Linked DNA regions of Anser cygnoides: regions 1 and 3 are each linked to region 2. A link is a contact called in public Hi-C data. All regions are on one chromosome and are shown on one strand. Each heading gives the region's core, a stretch centred on a gene start, on an enhancer-like site or on the middle of the called end of the contact. The rest is flanking DNA. Distances are from core to core; before and after follow the strand shown. Region 1 overlaps LOC125183724 (a long non-coding RNA gene). Region 2 holds the start of WDR93 (WD repeat domain 93). Region 3 holds the start of MTHFS (methenyltetrahydrofolate synthetase).

What was found. A called contact is a pair of places that touch in the nucleus more often than the background predicts.
Region 1: a Hi-C map of liver shows a contact between it and region 2, with 5 times the contacts expected there. The contact joins the enhancer-like site here to the promoter of WDR93 in region 2. A contact is called at or near these places in 2 of 7 Hi-C or Micro-C datasets (both in liver).
Region 3: a contact with region 2 is called in a Hi-C map of liver, with 1.9 times the contacts expected there. The contact joins the promoter of MTHFS here to the promoter of WDR93 in region 2. A contact is called at or near these places in 2 of 7 Hi-C or Micro-C datasets (both in liver).

What each region holds. Positions count from the first base shown.
Region 1 is chr11:8,719,170-8,723,405 of Taihu_goose_T2T_genome, reverse strand. LOC125183724 (a long non-coding RNA gene) reads right to left here. Exons shown (of 3, transcript XR_010834240.1): 2 at 4,045-4,133; 3 at 3,792-3,955. Among named protein-coding and RNA genes, the nearest start is that of MTHFS, 52 kb to the left of the region's middle. Within about 2 kb of position 1,310, at least 2 of the 3 cell types and tissues checked have open chromatin away from gene starts, as enhancers often do. A contact at or near this core is called in liver, where this site is marked.
Region 2 is chr11:8,562,075-8,566,509 of Taihu_goose_T2T_genome, reverse strand. WDR93 (WD repeat domain 93) reads right to left here and starts at 2,165. Exons shown (of 17, transcript XM_067003720.1): 1 at 1,925-2,165; 2 at 1,246-1,590; 3 at 454-649. The coding sequence starts at 2,092. PEX11A (peroxisomal biogenesis factor 11 alpha) reads left to right here and starts at 2,014. Exons shown (of 3, transcript XM_048071949.2): 1 at 2,014-2,146; 2 at 2,266-2,381; 3 at 3,950-4,435. The coding sequence starts at 2,091.
Region 3 is chr11:8,772,065-8,776,137 of Taihu_goose_T2T_genome, reverse strand. MTHFS (methenyltetrahydrofolate synthetase) reads left to right here and starts at 2,794. Exons shown (of 3, transcript XM_067004033.1): 1 at 2,794-3,362. The coding sequence starts at 2,838. It overlaps BCL2A1 (BCL2 related protein A1), which reads left to right. Exons shown (of 2, transcript XM_013192750.3): 2 at 1-1,501.

The sequences.
Region 1 (4,236 bases), core at 61-2,560, 160 kb before region 2:
TAGCATGGAACATCTAAGTGATATAAGTGAATGTGTCATTAAAGAGCTGAAGGGCTATTTTTTTCAAGATATGTCATTTAGAAAAAAAAAATCACCTAATTTAAACTCATCCTAAAGCTGTTAAAACAACTTTACACATTGCTGTTTACTTCTGAAGTATGTTGAGACCTTATCTTATTCCCTCCTACCACTGTTCAAGGCTAATCAGAATATATTAATGCGTTTACAGTAAGAAAATCTCTTTTCCATTGCAATAAACCAGCAAACGAACTTAGAGATTTCTACGTACTCTGGTTACCAAAGACCTGTTCCTTTTCTTGTCCAAAGGCTAAGAAAGGATGCCATGAAGGAGAAGTGAGATGCTGTATGACACAGGCACCTATTCGTGGAAGGGAATTACAAAAAAGCTTAATGGTTAAACAGTGGGAGTTGAAAGCAAGCCTAAAATGACTCAGGCTGTCCTGAATAAGGAGGCTTTCCAAAATCTGGCCATCAGCAGGCTGGTGAAGCATTTTCCCTCCCTAAAATCAGCTCTGTTTCCCAAAGGGTAAAAATATCTGCTCAGTAATAAAAACACGGGCTATCTGCTATCAGTGCACCGGCTCAGGGACATGAGAGATCCTGCATCAGCCATGCTCACCCTGTGCTGAAAAGCATCCTCCCGCATACAGCAGGGTGCAGGTAAGGGGGAGATGTCTCGGGCTCTCCTGGGTCTGCCTCCCCCCGTGGGCTGCGGATCAGGGACAGTGCACTGGGCGGGTGCTGAATCCAAGTGTGCTGATGGAACATTTTGATAACGGGGCTGCACGGGGACTTTGCTTTGGGTTGTTTGCTCTCCCTGGTTAGGCGGGGACAAGCAATCCAAGCTTGTTTCAGTCCCTGTGCAAGAGGCCAGGGAGAAAATTTAGGGGACTGCAGGAGAGACTGTGGAAAGCTTTGGGAGATAAAAACAAACGGGAAACAGAGCAAGATGAGGGGACAATGCAGCATAAAGGGTATGAAGATTTGCTTGATGCTTATGGACGAAGGACAAATATGCAAAAGTATTTTTCTCTCTCACTGCAGAGTTTGGAAAATTGTCTTTTTTTTTTTCCCTACACCACAGAGACTCATATTTCCCCTGCTTCAAAAAATAAAAATAAAAAAGAAAATCTTGGCTTGGCAAGGGTCAACAGATTTATGGCCAGCTTTAAATCAGTGCAACTTCACCTGGGAGGTTTAGTTTTGGATGTATTCAGAGCAGGGAATAAGCATATGAATTATTCTGGTATAGTGGTAGTAAATAGTCCAGCGGTCTCAGACCAATTTCTGCGGTGCCATATCTCATACGGGCTGATAAATCCAGCATGTGCAGCTGCTGAAAACCAGGCTCCAGGTCTGTACAGCCGGCAACTCGCTGACCATGTCCCAGCCCCACCCCAGTAACGTATTTTTTGTGATGCCAAGATCTGGTGATGGCCTCAGCCTCCCGTGTTTCATTTGCTGTTTCTCAGCATTGGAAAAAAAAAACATTACCATGTTAGATAGTGAGAAAAGCTCTCTCTGCAGCTGGAACAGCAACTCTTCCTCCCACTACTAGAAATTAAAAACAAAATTATAAAAATATTGTTGTGGATAATTTCAGCCCAGAAATACTGAGCAGCTCTTATGAATGATAATGTTTTCGCTAATGCTTCCTGGTAGAGCCACATCCTTATTCCTGCTGCTCAGAAGGGTGGTTTAACATGTTCAGGAGGTTTGGAGAACTGTCTGAAAGCAGTCAGTCAGCCTGCACTGCGATATCCTGGCTCTGACTGTATTTTGTTTAAAAAGCAGAAGTAAATGTTGCCTGAGGAAATAAAAAGAATTGAGAGGAAAAATGTGGCTGTGGAAAGCCAGCTGTCAGTTATCCAAAATGTATTAAATCTTGGCAAACAAGTCTCCAATATCACCTCCAGCCCACTTTCTCCTTATTTTCTTTTCCTCCAGCCACACACAGTCTTTATTCCATCAAGGCACTAACAGAGTTGATGGCCCCCCAAACACTACCACCACGAGGTCCGTTTGACCAGACCCAGCACCAAATGGAAGCCCATGAGGGGCACAGCATGCATGGGACGTATCAGTGCTGAAAATTCAGCGACCTGGATAGCACTGAGCACTGCGCCGTGCTGCAGTGGAGTGAAAACAGCCCGTTCAGAAAACCAGCCCTGGAGACCTCCCTCTCACTTGTCTTGAATCATCCTTGACACGAGGGAGGTGTGAGACTGGCACCAGCGTACAGCCACTTGCTTTTGAATTTACAAGGTGGAAAGTCCTGGAAAATTGCCCTTCAAATCCAAACCTGACTTCCCTCGGATAGATAAAACAGCAGGATTATCTTGTCTGCACTGTCTCATTCAGCTGAGACTTTGTGTGCTGAATGCATTCCTGATGTGCTCTCCTCTGAGGGGCTGCTGGTTGCTGTACGGATGTACATGGTGGTGGCTTTTTGCCAGAGCATTTCGGTCCCAGCAGAAGAGGTTGTCGGTTCAGCATTCGCTTGATATTGCTCTTTGCTCGGGAGAATTCCTCTCTTCTCTTCTTTCCCTCACAGCTATCGCTGTGCCTCTCCATGGTGCTCTTAGCACCACTTAAACCATGCCAGCACATCCTATTTTTACACGTTGAGAAATGGCAAACCTATAATGAAATATGGGCACGAAGGAGAGAGTACAATAGGTGGTGCAAAACGCTCGCCGTGCAGGTGAGTCTATAAAACAGCAATGTGTAAAACATCGCTGAGCCCTGCTATGTTTTGGCAGCTTATTTCCTTTTGGTTACAATTCTAGCACTAGTACAGTCTGTAGAGACTTGCACAGATTTGCCTTGGGGCTTGCTTGTCTGAAATATATACCTCTGCATCTCTATTGTTTCAGAGCAGTCAGGACCAGATGGGATTTTTTTAGCTGTCTGATCTGGGAGAGAGCTCTTTGGGGCTGATGCCACTGTACTGCACAAGATATACAGGGTTATTTCTCAAAAAGCTGTCCCTAACAAGTGTTTGATATGGAGAAAGTTCTTTTGAGATGTGGGATTGATGACGGCAACGGCCAAAGGACCAGAGGCTCTCATTCCCAGCCAGGGAAAATGACCCTCCTACATGGATTGTTCTGCTGATGGGCATCATGCACAGCTCCCCCTGAAATTATTGCAAGTCAGCCACCAGGGGCAAGGAGAAGCCATCTGGAATTCCTTGCAACCTGTGCTCTGACTGAGGATGCTCAGGTCAGCATTTGTGAGGGCACTGCCAGGGCACTTCACCAGGCTGGCCTAGGACAGCTGATGGAGTATTTCAGATCAGCTGGCACTCCTTAGCTGCTTTCTTAGTGTCACTGGACAGGAAAAGTGCAAAAGTCGGGGTACAGAAATCCTCCTGGCTTTTGGGCTTGTTTTTAACCCTGGCCCTGTCCTATTTTTCCCATCAGTACTGTAAAACACCAATCTCCCCACTCCTGTAAGTGATCACGAGTGGATTGTTGGGCCAGCTTTCAGTCTTTTGGCATGATTTCGCATGAGGTGCCAGCTGGAGCGGCAGCGCAATGCCTGCAGTGAAATGGGCCAAGCACGGCCAGATCTGGCCAATGTTGGTGGGATGCATGGAGGCACAATAGTCCCTCTGTGAAGAGCTCTGGGGCTCTGCCTTCCAATGAGAATGACAAAAGTTTTTTGTTTTTTTTTTTTTTAAATTTATCCACTCCATACTTGTTCTTTCCATGCCTGGCAATAGAAACAGGCAGCAACGAAAGCGCCAGTAGTTTTCGATTGAAATGTCTGCAAAATATTCCCGGACTGGGCAGAGTGGCTGAAACCGGGGCACAAAGCGCGGCTGATTTTTGTGCTTTTACGACCCTGATTTGCCCTCTCTGATGGCTGGACCTTGTGCTGGGCGAGGGCTGGTGCTCGCCTTCGCCTCTCCGCATCAGTGCTCAATAGCCTGTGAAGAGGGAAAGCTTTGTTTTAGTGGGAGCAGGTGTTTGATTACCTCGCCTTTCTCTTTTCGTATTCAACACATCCCCAGCTCACCTCTCCAGGAGGGATAAACTCGTGGTAGTGAAAGCAGCAAGGGAAATCACTTGAAAGGCGACATTAGAGGTAGGCTGCTGAGCAGAGAGCTTGATGAAACAAAAGAGGAAAGAAATGAAAGAGAGCATTTAAAGTATTTTCCCTCCCTGAGGCCGCGCTGCCAGCCTCGCACGAGCCTGTCCCTGGGTGGCT
Region 2 (4,435 bases), core at 916-3,415:
AGCAAACACTCGATTGTACACAGAGATGGATAAGACAGTCTGAAAAGCACCTCCACCAGAAATGACAGGTTTCAGATGAATCAACAAACAAACTTGTTTACCACAGGGCTGTGCAATTACAGGTGCTGAAACAAAGCACAAGCAGGAGGTCACACCTAGCAATGCTTCTTTCCATCTGGTCCAAGTTATTCCTAAAACCTATTGCACTTCAGCCTCAGCCCTGCACCTATGACACCAAACCCACACCCTTTCCTAATCCCAAGGCCTTAGGGCCACTCTATCACCCTACAGCCCGTTACCTAACACTCTTTTTTGCAGGGCTTTCTAGGAAATACAACAGCCACACTCACATTCCTCCTGATTTAGCACTCTTCCATAAAGCAGCTATCAACCCCTCAGCTCCAGAGCGCAGCCATCCACCAGCCAGGTCAGGGAAACCCACGTCACACCTACCCACTTCATCCACAGTGAGCAGGACATGGTGCTCGTTCCCCAAGTCCGAGGAGCGGATGACACAAATCTCTGTCTTGACTGCATCCCAAACACAGACCTGCTTACAGTCATACCTCCTGAAGGCAGCCAGACCCACGGACACACCAACAAAGATGAATTTTCCAGACACTGACAGGCAATTGGCTGTTCCAGTTACCTACCAAGAAAGGGAAAAGATGTGTGCACCCCACTTCAGACAAGGAGGATACATCAGCCACACTAGCAATACTCTCCTAACCTTTCACCAATAGCAAAGGCTGATTATTCTACAAGGGAAAAGCTTTTTCATGAGCTTTCATCAGAAGAGCAGGGGAAGAAGGTCTCATCTCCTCTGTCACAGAGATTGCTCTGTCAGGAATTAGAGAGTTTATTTCTCTCAGAAATAAAAAATAAAAAACTGCTCCCACCTTTCACAGCATATTCACTATTACACAAAGCCAAGCTTGCTTATTTGCATGCTACTGACTAATTACCTTCTGGGCCAACAAGGGTGGAGCCAGCCAAGGAAGCAGAAGGTGAATTTAGTACTCTTTAATACCTGCTTCTTTCTTTTCAGAGAGATGTGATAGATGGGTGGCAAGCAGAACCTGTCAGACAAGCTGAGAAACTGCAGCCTTTTGAAATGAATCGGGGAGATGGTGGTGGATTCTGAGGAAGGTGATGAACAGGAGGATGTAAAGCCAACTGAATGGATATTCTCTAGAGAAACCAGCAAGCTAATTGCTGCTATCCCTGGTGTAAGGGGCTCTGTACCTGGAATTCAGCTGTAGGAAAGCATTTTGTGGGCTGGACCTTCAGTTTTTGTGCATCTCAGAGCGTCTCCCTTCTTTCGATGATTTCCATTGCATTTTCAAAAACCAGCATCACCAGTTTGTTGACCATCCTGAAGGGCTGAGGCAACGCATCACGTATTCGCTCGGGATCCTGCAGGAAGAAGTCTTCCTCATCATCCTTTAGCCAGTCCTCCTCAGATGGCGGAGGAATCTCCAGGGAATGCTTCCGGACACGCGCGGGCATCTTGCTGCCTCTCCCAGTGCAGAGCACACCACCGGTGCAGTAACCACAGCAGGTGCAGGAGAACGAAGAATCGCACAATATCTACTTTCATGAGGTAAAGGGAAAAAAAAAAGAAAATACGGTTAATGATCTTTAAGAGGGAAGGGGGTTCCTTTGGGCATGGGCAGAGCAAACTTGTTCTGTGTAGCTCATTTCCACTTGTTGCAGCCCCTCTGTTACTTATAGTTTTTGTTCTGCTCTGCGAATATCGGCCACACAGACATTGATATTTTACATTTACAAAAAAAAAAAAAAAAAAAAAAAAAAAAAGGAAAAGTTTAGGGCTGAGTTTGTTAAGATTTATGAGAAGGCATTAAAAAAAAAAAAAAAACAACCGGGGGGGGGGGAAGCTTTTCGCGGGGACACCGGCCCGCACCTGCCCCGCCGTTGCCGGTCGCCATGACAACGGGCCGGCAGCGACGCCGCCCGGCCGGGGAACAGAGGCCGCAGCGGCAAGGTTCCGCCGGCGGGGCGGAGCGGGGCGGAGCGGAGCGGGGCGGCCGCCGTTCTCCTCCCGGTGCTGCCCCGCCGCCGCCGCCGCCATGGAGCGCTTCGTGGACTTCACCGACCGCAGCCAGGGCCGCGAGCGGCTCCTACGGTGAGTGCGGGGCCGCCCCGCGGGCCCCCGGTGCCCCCCCAGCCCCGGCGTTGTCGCCCCCCAGCCCCGTGTGCCCGTCGCGTTTTCACCCCGCGTTCCTGCTGTGTTTGCCGCTGCAGAGCCACGCAGTACACGTGCATGCTGCTGAGCTATGTCATAGAGCGTAAGGCCGATAAGGAGGAGCTGGTGCTGAAGCTGAAGCAGCTGGAAGCCAGCATGAGCTCTGGCCGTAAGAGTAAGTACCGGTGTCCCGGGGACGGCCTCCGCCACGGGCACCTCCACCCAACTCGCCTGGCCCTCTCTGTGCCTCACCTGGAGCCACAAAACCCTTCTAATGTACTCGCAGAGCTGTCAACATCCTTACCCTGCCTTGGCTTGCCAGAATCAGTAAGGCTAAAATGACATTTATCGCTTCTTTAGCCTCCTCTCCGATGAGTTGTTGCTGGGAGAACTGGAGAAGTAAGGTAACAGCCAGCTGCTGCTGCAGGAATCGAAGTTGTCATCCCTATTTAGGGGCAGAACAAGGAGTTCTGACACACAACTGGCTTACTGCACTCCCATTAGTCCTCCCAGCTAACAGAGTGAGGCATCTTAACATTAAAGATCACCACGCCATGAAAATCACCTCTGAAGAACCATCATTCAATGTGGCTTCTTAAATCTTACTTCACACATGACTTTCCTTTAGCACTTACACTCTACTGAATTATGTACCCTTCCCTACTTTTCTCATGGTCTAACTGTATGCATCACTTCATTCTGTGTCACCCCTGCATCTGTTAGGGCTGTGCTGTTTGTTGCTGCGGTTGTCCTGTTTGCTTTCAGCTTGATCTTACACCTACTTATCAATTACTCAATCCTGGAACAATTTCAATACGTGAGGCAAGTACGCTGATTTAATGTGTTACCATAGATTCGTTTTATTATGCCAATTAGCTCTGGAGTATGGTAATTTCCAGGAGAGAGGCCAGCTGGTTTATCAGCATAGCCATAATTCTCTTGTTTGTGCTAAACAAACCTCTAGTAGGCTTCAGGCCTAAATTCAGGGCGCTTGTAGCTCCACTAAACTTGGGTACAGCCAACATCTATCACTGTTACAGCGCAGCAGGTTATTAAAAGTATTTTGTGTGATACAGTATTAACATTCATGAGGTGAAACCTAAACTGTGCAGGGCATGAAATAGGGTTTGTTAAGTGTTACAGCTTGAAGTGGAATATACTGCTCCTGTTTGCAGGGAACTATGTGTACCTCTGACAAATTCGTGGCTGAGGAGGGACTTGGGTGTCAGCGTGCTCAGCATGTAAATCACCAGATTTTGCAGAAGCTTAGGAAAGGTGTAGCTCGTGGTGGCAATGGGGTTTATGCCGTAACATCTCCTGTCCAGCGTTAAGGGAAATTCACAGCAGTGTACCACTGACACTGGAGGCTCTGTGTCGCTGCCCTGTTCAGAGTCATATGGGTCCAGAGCACACCCACACACTGAAAATGGAGCAGCAGGAAAAGCTGGCAACTCCTGGCTATTGACAAAATTGTGTTTAGGACAGTAGTACTGAGGGATTTGCACCCCTTTCCTCCCTAATACTAGCCTCTCACACTGCGAACTTGCAGCTCTCCTTAAGAGTGGAGAAGATGTTTAAGCATACAAGTGCCCAAAGCCTGTTAAGTTTATGCAAATGTAAGAAATATACATATGGGCAGTATGTATGTAAGAAATGTACGTGTGGGCAGCGATGTGCGGAGTCTCCCTGCCTAGAGCTGTGTCTCTGCAGTAGCCATGCTAACCGTTGTGGTGTCTCTTGCAGTGTTCCGACTGGGCAACACGGTGCATGCCTTGGTAGCAGCCAGGAGAACTACGCAGCTGCCAGACGTGGTTCCTCGCGTCTGCCTTACAGCTTCCAACCTAACCCGTGCCCTGTACTTCGTCTGCGACACGGTTCTGTGGTTGAAGAGCGTTGGACTCCAGCCTGACATCGATGCGCCAAAGTGGCGGAACTGGGCTACCAAGTGCTACTACTTTTCGCTGCTGATGAACCTGGCCAGGGATTGGTATGAGGTCTCATGGAGGCTGGAACACGCTGTACAGAAAGAAAAGATTAAGGAGAATTCTTCCTGGGACAAACGAAATCAGGAACTAAACTGTTTGAAATGTGATGGCTTGCATGGTTTTTTCCTCCTCCTGTTTCAGATACTTAAAAATCATCCTCCGCTGGTGCTAGACATGGTGAAGAATCTCTGTGATCTCTCGGGTCCTTTGGATACACTGGGGATCTACAAGACCAATCCAGGAG
Region 3 (4,073 bases), core at 1,545-4,044, 210 kb before region 2:
GGGTTAGGAAACAAACTTTAATCTCATTTGTTTTGTAAATGAATACTATTGTAATGCATTTTTATTGCAACATTTGTATAAGTAAAAGGAGGGGATTCCTCTGAAGAAAAAGGAAATGCAAATTCCAGTGTAAAAGTGGGTACAAATTACTGACACAAAGCAATCTTCATAGTTAGAACGAATTGTGGAAACTATCACCTTGGACTTGTACACTCACTCACTGTTAATGCAATGGTATGTGTTTCTTTGTTGTATTTTTAATTGCTCATATCTACAGTGACTGTTCCTTCAAAATTTTGTAATGTAGTCACCTGAACTTTTTTAAACTAGATTTTTTTAAATAGAGAAATACAAATTATTTTAAAATAAGAAATTTGTGTAAATACACTAATATTTTTGAAAAATACATTAAAATATATATTTTAAAGTCTTATGATTGGCCTCATCTCTTTCAGAAAAACTGGAGGAAGGGGAAAGATCTATCTGGGTAAGATAACTCTCAGAAAAGCTGTTACAGAGCTACTGGAGAATCTAAGTAATAGATGGGTTTGAGCTGAAGCCCAGGGATGTCAATACTTTAATTTTCTGTAGTACTCTTAAGTGTTATATGGTAGTTTATACAAGAAATGGATAGCTTTTTGCAAAATTAATGAACTGGATCAGCTTCAATGACAGTAATTGGTGTTTTGGGATACACGGCCTAGTCAGCAAATTCACAGCTAGTTCCTAACAGATTTCCAGACTTTTATAGTCTGGGACAACTATTGTTTTGACTCAAGTTCCATTTGCTTTCAAAATTTAAACTGTCAAGAATTCATTTTAGAAGGGTTTTCTTTAGCTGTGGTGAGTGCCCTACATTTGGGGACTAAGACTAGGTCTAAATAGTCTTCTTTTGTAGACATGGTGGGAGGTGAACCGAACAAAGGCAGCCACGGGCCTGTGGCACACAACAGCAGTATTCCTCGAGACAAATCCTCTATACCATGAAGGCTTTATGACACCAGCAGAATGAACCAGCCTCCTTCTGGTATTGGGCTCTCTCTCCAACTTGCTGGGTTTAACTAGAGAACACACGCACGCGTTAACATTCGCAAGAAACAGTACTGCTCCCTCTTCCTCTCCAATGAAAGCAATAAAGATGATTTAGCATGTATAGCAGGATTTCTGAGATTAATTTTGTTGCCGCTGAAGAAGAGATGGCAGCTTCCTGAGGGCATATGGCAGCTAAAGGAAAACATCCCCTTCAGGACAACTATGGAAGTTTCTGTCAGGAATGACATTTTAAATATATTTTGTCATATTTATTTATTTATAGTCTCAGTCTTCAGGATAAGGTCAATAGTTCTTATTCAGTTCCCTTTCTTATGCCATTTAAAGCTCTTACTGTGTTATGGCTAATACCAGCCTGTTAATACTATATTCACTTCCTTTTATACTAATCTAGTAACTTATTTTATACTGGGGGGTACAATTTTTGGATTAAATATAAAAGACTATCCGACCCCTTAAAAAGTCTAGATGTTGTAATGATTTGATAATTGGCCTTTCATGGATAAGGCCTGGGTTTAAATAAAAGAAACTTAGACCACTGATAGTTCCTTAAGCTCTAGATTATCTTCACTAGGACATAAATAATGTGTTTGCTCTGCATTTAAGAGCAAAAAAAGCTGGGCTGAGAGGCTGCACCTCGAGTTCTGTGTTCAGTTTTGGGCCCCTCATCGAGGCCCTGGAGTGTGTCCAGAGAAGGGCTACAAAGCTGTTGAAGAGCCTGGAACACAAGTCCTGTGAGGAGCGGCTGAGGGCACTGGGGTTGTTTGGTCTGGGGAAGAGAAGGCTCAGGGCAGGCCTTACTGCTTTCTACAACCACCTGAAAGGAAGGTGTGGGGAGCTGGGGGTTGGCCTCTTCTCACAGATAACTAGTGATAGGGCTAGAGAGAATGTCATTTAGTTGTGCCAGGGGAGGTTTACGTTAGAAATGAGGAGACATTTCTTCTCAGAAAGAGTAGTCATGCACTGGGACGGGTTGCCCAGGGAGGTGGTGGAGTCACCGTCCCTGGGGGTGTTCAAGGAAAGCTTGGACGTGGTGCCTGGGTACATGGTTTAGTGGGTGACATTGGTGGTAGGAGGACAGTTGGACCGGATGACCTCGGAGGTCTTTTCCAACCTTACTGATTCTACGATTCTATGATACTCTGTCCAGAATCTAAACAGACTATGTCTTAAAACAGCAGTGATAACAGTTAAATCTTCTAAAACAGTATAGATATGCTTTATTAAACATCATGGGTTTATGTATGACACTGTCCGACATGTTTTACCCCCTGTTCCAGGGCAGTGCTGTTTCACCGACAGCAGCTGCCAGTGGTATGTTGGAGTACACAATGCTCTTTCCAGAGCAAAAGATGCAGCCAACAAGCCGCACGTAGGACAGTCGGTGACATCAATACACACAACAGTTAGATTGAGATGTTTCTCAGTAGCACCTACAGCAGATGTATGAAAGTGCCTATTCCCATATTCCTGCCAAGGGAGAAACCAAAGGACACTTGCAGCATCTCCATTTTGACACCCCCATCACCCAGGCCAGCACCCGTGGTGTGAGGGGGCGTGAGGCTGCCATGGGCCGGTGCCAGCGCAGCGCTTTCTGTTCCTCTCAGGGCACAAAATCTCCCCTGCATTCCAGGTCCACCAGCCACCAGCAGAGCTTGTAGGGATGTGAAACCATCTGGTAGGCAGCAGTCAAATATCCTGCTGAAGTGTAATTTCCCTTTCTATAGCAAAATTAGGAAAGGGGAGATTCTCTGCAATGAATGCTAGATTGACATTCAGCCTTGAAAATGGTTCTGCATGGCACATGGCTCACCCTGACAGGCTGTGGTGGCTGGTCTGGAGCAGAGACAGTGGGCAGAGCACACCAGGCCTCAAAGCCACGACCTTTCGCTGGGAATCACCCTGCAGGGAAGGCTGACCCCATGGCTGTGAGGGACGGAGGAGGTGGCTGCCCCAAGCAGGGATGGAGCCCTGCCAGGCTGCGTGGCCACCGGGCTCCTACCTTCCCCCAGACCTGGCCGGGGCACCCTGCCCAACAATCCCCTCCCCGGACAGCGGGGCTGTGCTGGGACCTCAGCTGGCTGGCAGCCACCCGGGAACCCAGTCCAGCAGCTCCACAACGCTGCCCCGAAGCGCTGCGGCCCGGCTCCCCGGGGCTCATGGAGCCGCCGCGGGAGGGCGGCGGCGGCGTCCCCGAAATGGCGGCGGCGCTGCGGGCCGCCAAGCGGGCGCTGCGAGCGCAGCTGCGGCAGCGGCTGCGGGCGCTGGGCACGGCGGAGAAGCAGCGGCAATCCCGCCTGCTGAGCCGCAAGGTGGGTGCGAGCCGGGGCCCTGCCGTCACCCGGAGGCTTCCAGGAAGACCGGGGCCCGGGGGCGGGCGGGGAGGACGAAGGAACCGGGCCCGGCCCCGGCTCTCCGCGGGGAACCCCGCCGGGGGGTTTCCAAGCCCCGCTGGGGGCCCAGGAGGTGACTCGGGGGCGCCGCCAGCTCCTCGGCCGCTGCCCGGATCCCTCCTGGAGCAGCGGGGTCCGCTTGGCCATTGCCGTGCCCCGTCCTAAACCGGGTACTGCCCTCCCCGGCGGTGATCAGGCCGGAGCAGGGCGCTGGGAGAGGACGGGGCAGGGATTTCAGCCCCTCACAGGGATTTGGGGTGGCTGCTGCGAGCGGTGCTGCCCAAAACGCCGTCACGCGTGTGGTGGGGCATTTGTGAAAGTGGGGACGTGCTCTGTGATGAAACCCAGCGCAGTGGGGTTTCACGTGGGTCCGTGGTGGGTGTTTATCTTAAAATGTTCGCGTCGGTTTCGCTTTATAGCCAGCGCCGTGTAAAAACTTAGCGACTGTCTCACCCCGGCCTTTTGCTTAACTGGCTGTAATTTCCCTTCTGTGTCCTTCAGTGTATTTCTTCCCTGCAATTTTATTTCCAATGTAATTTTTATACTTTAAAAGGTATCAAGCGGGGTTTACCTAACTGGTGTCATAGCACAGCGTGATACCAGTGTGTTCTTTTGAAATGTCCTGTTTGC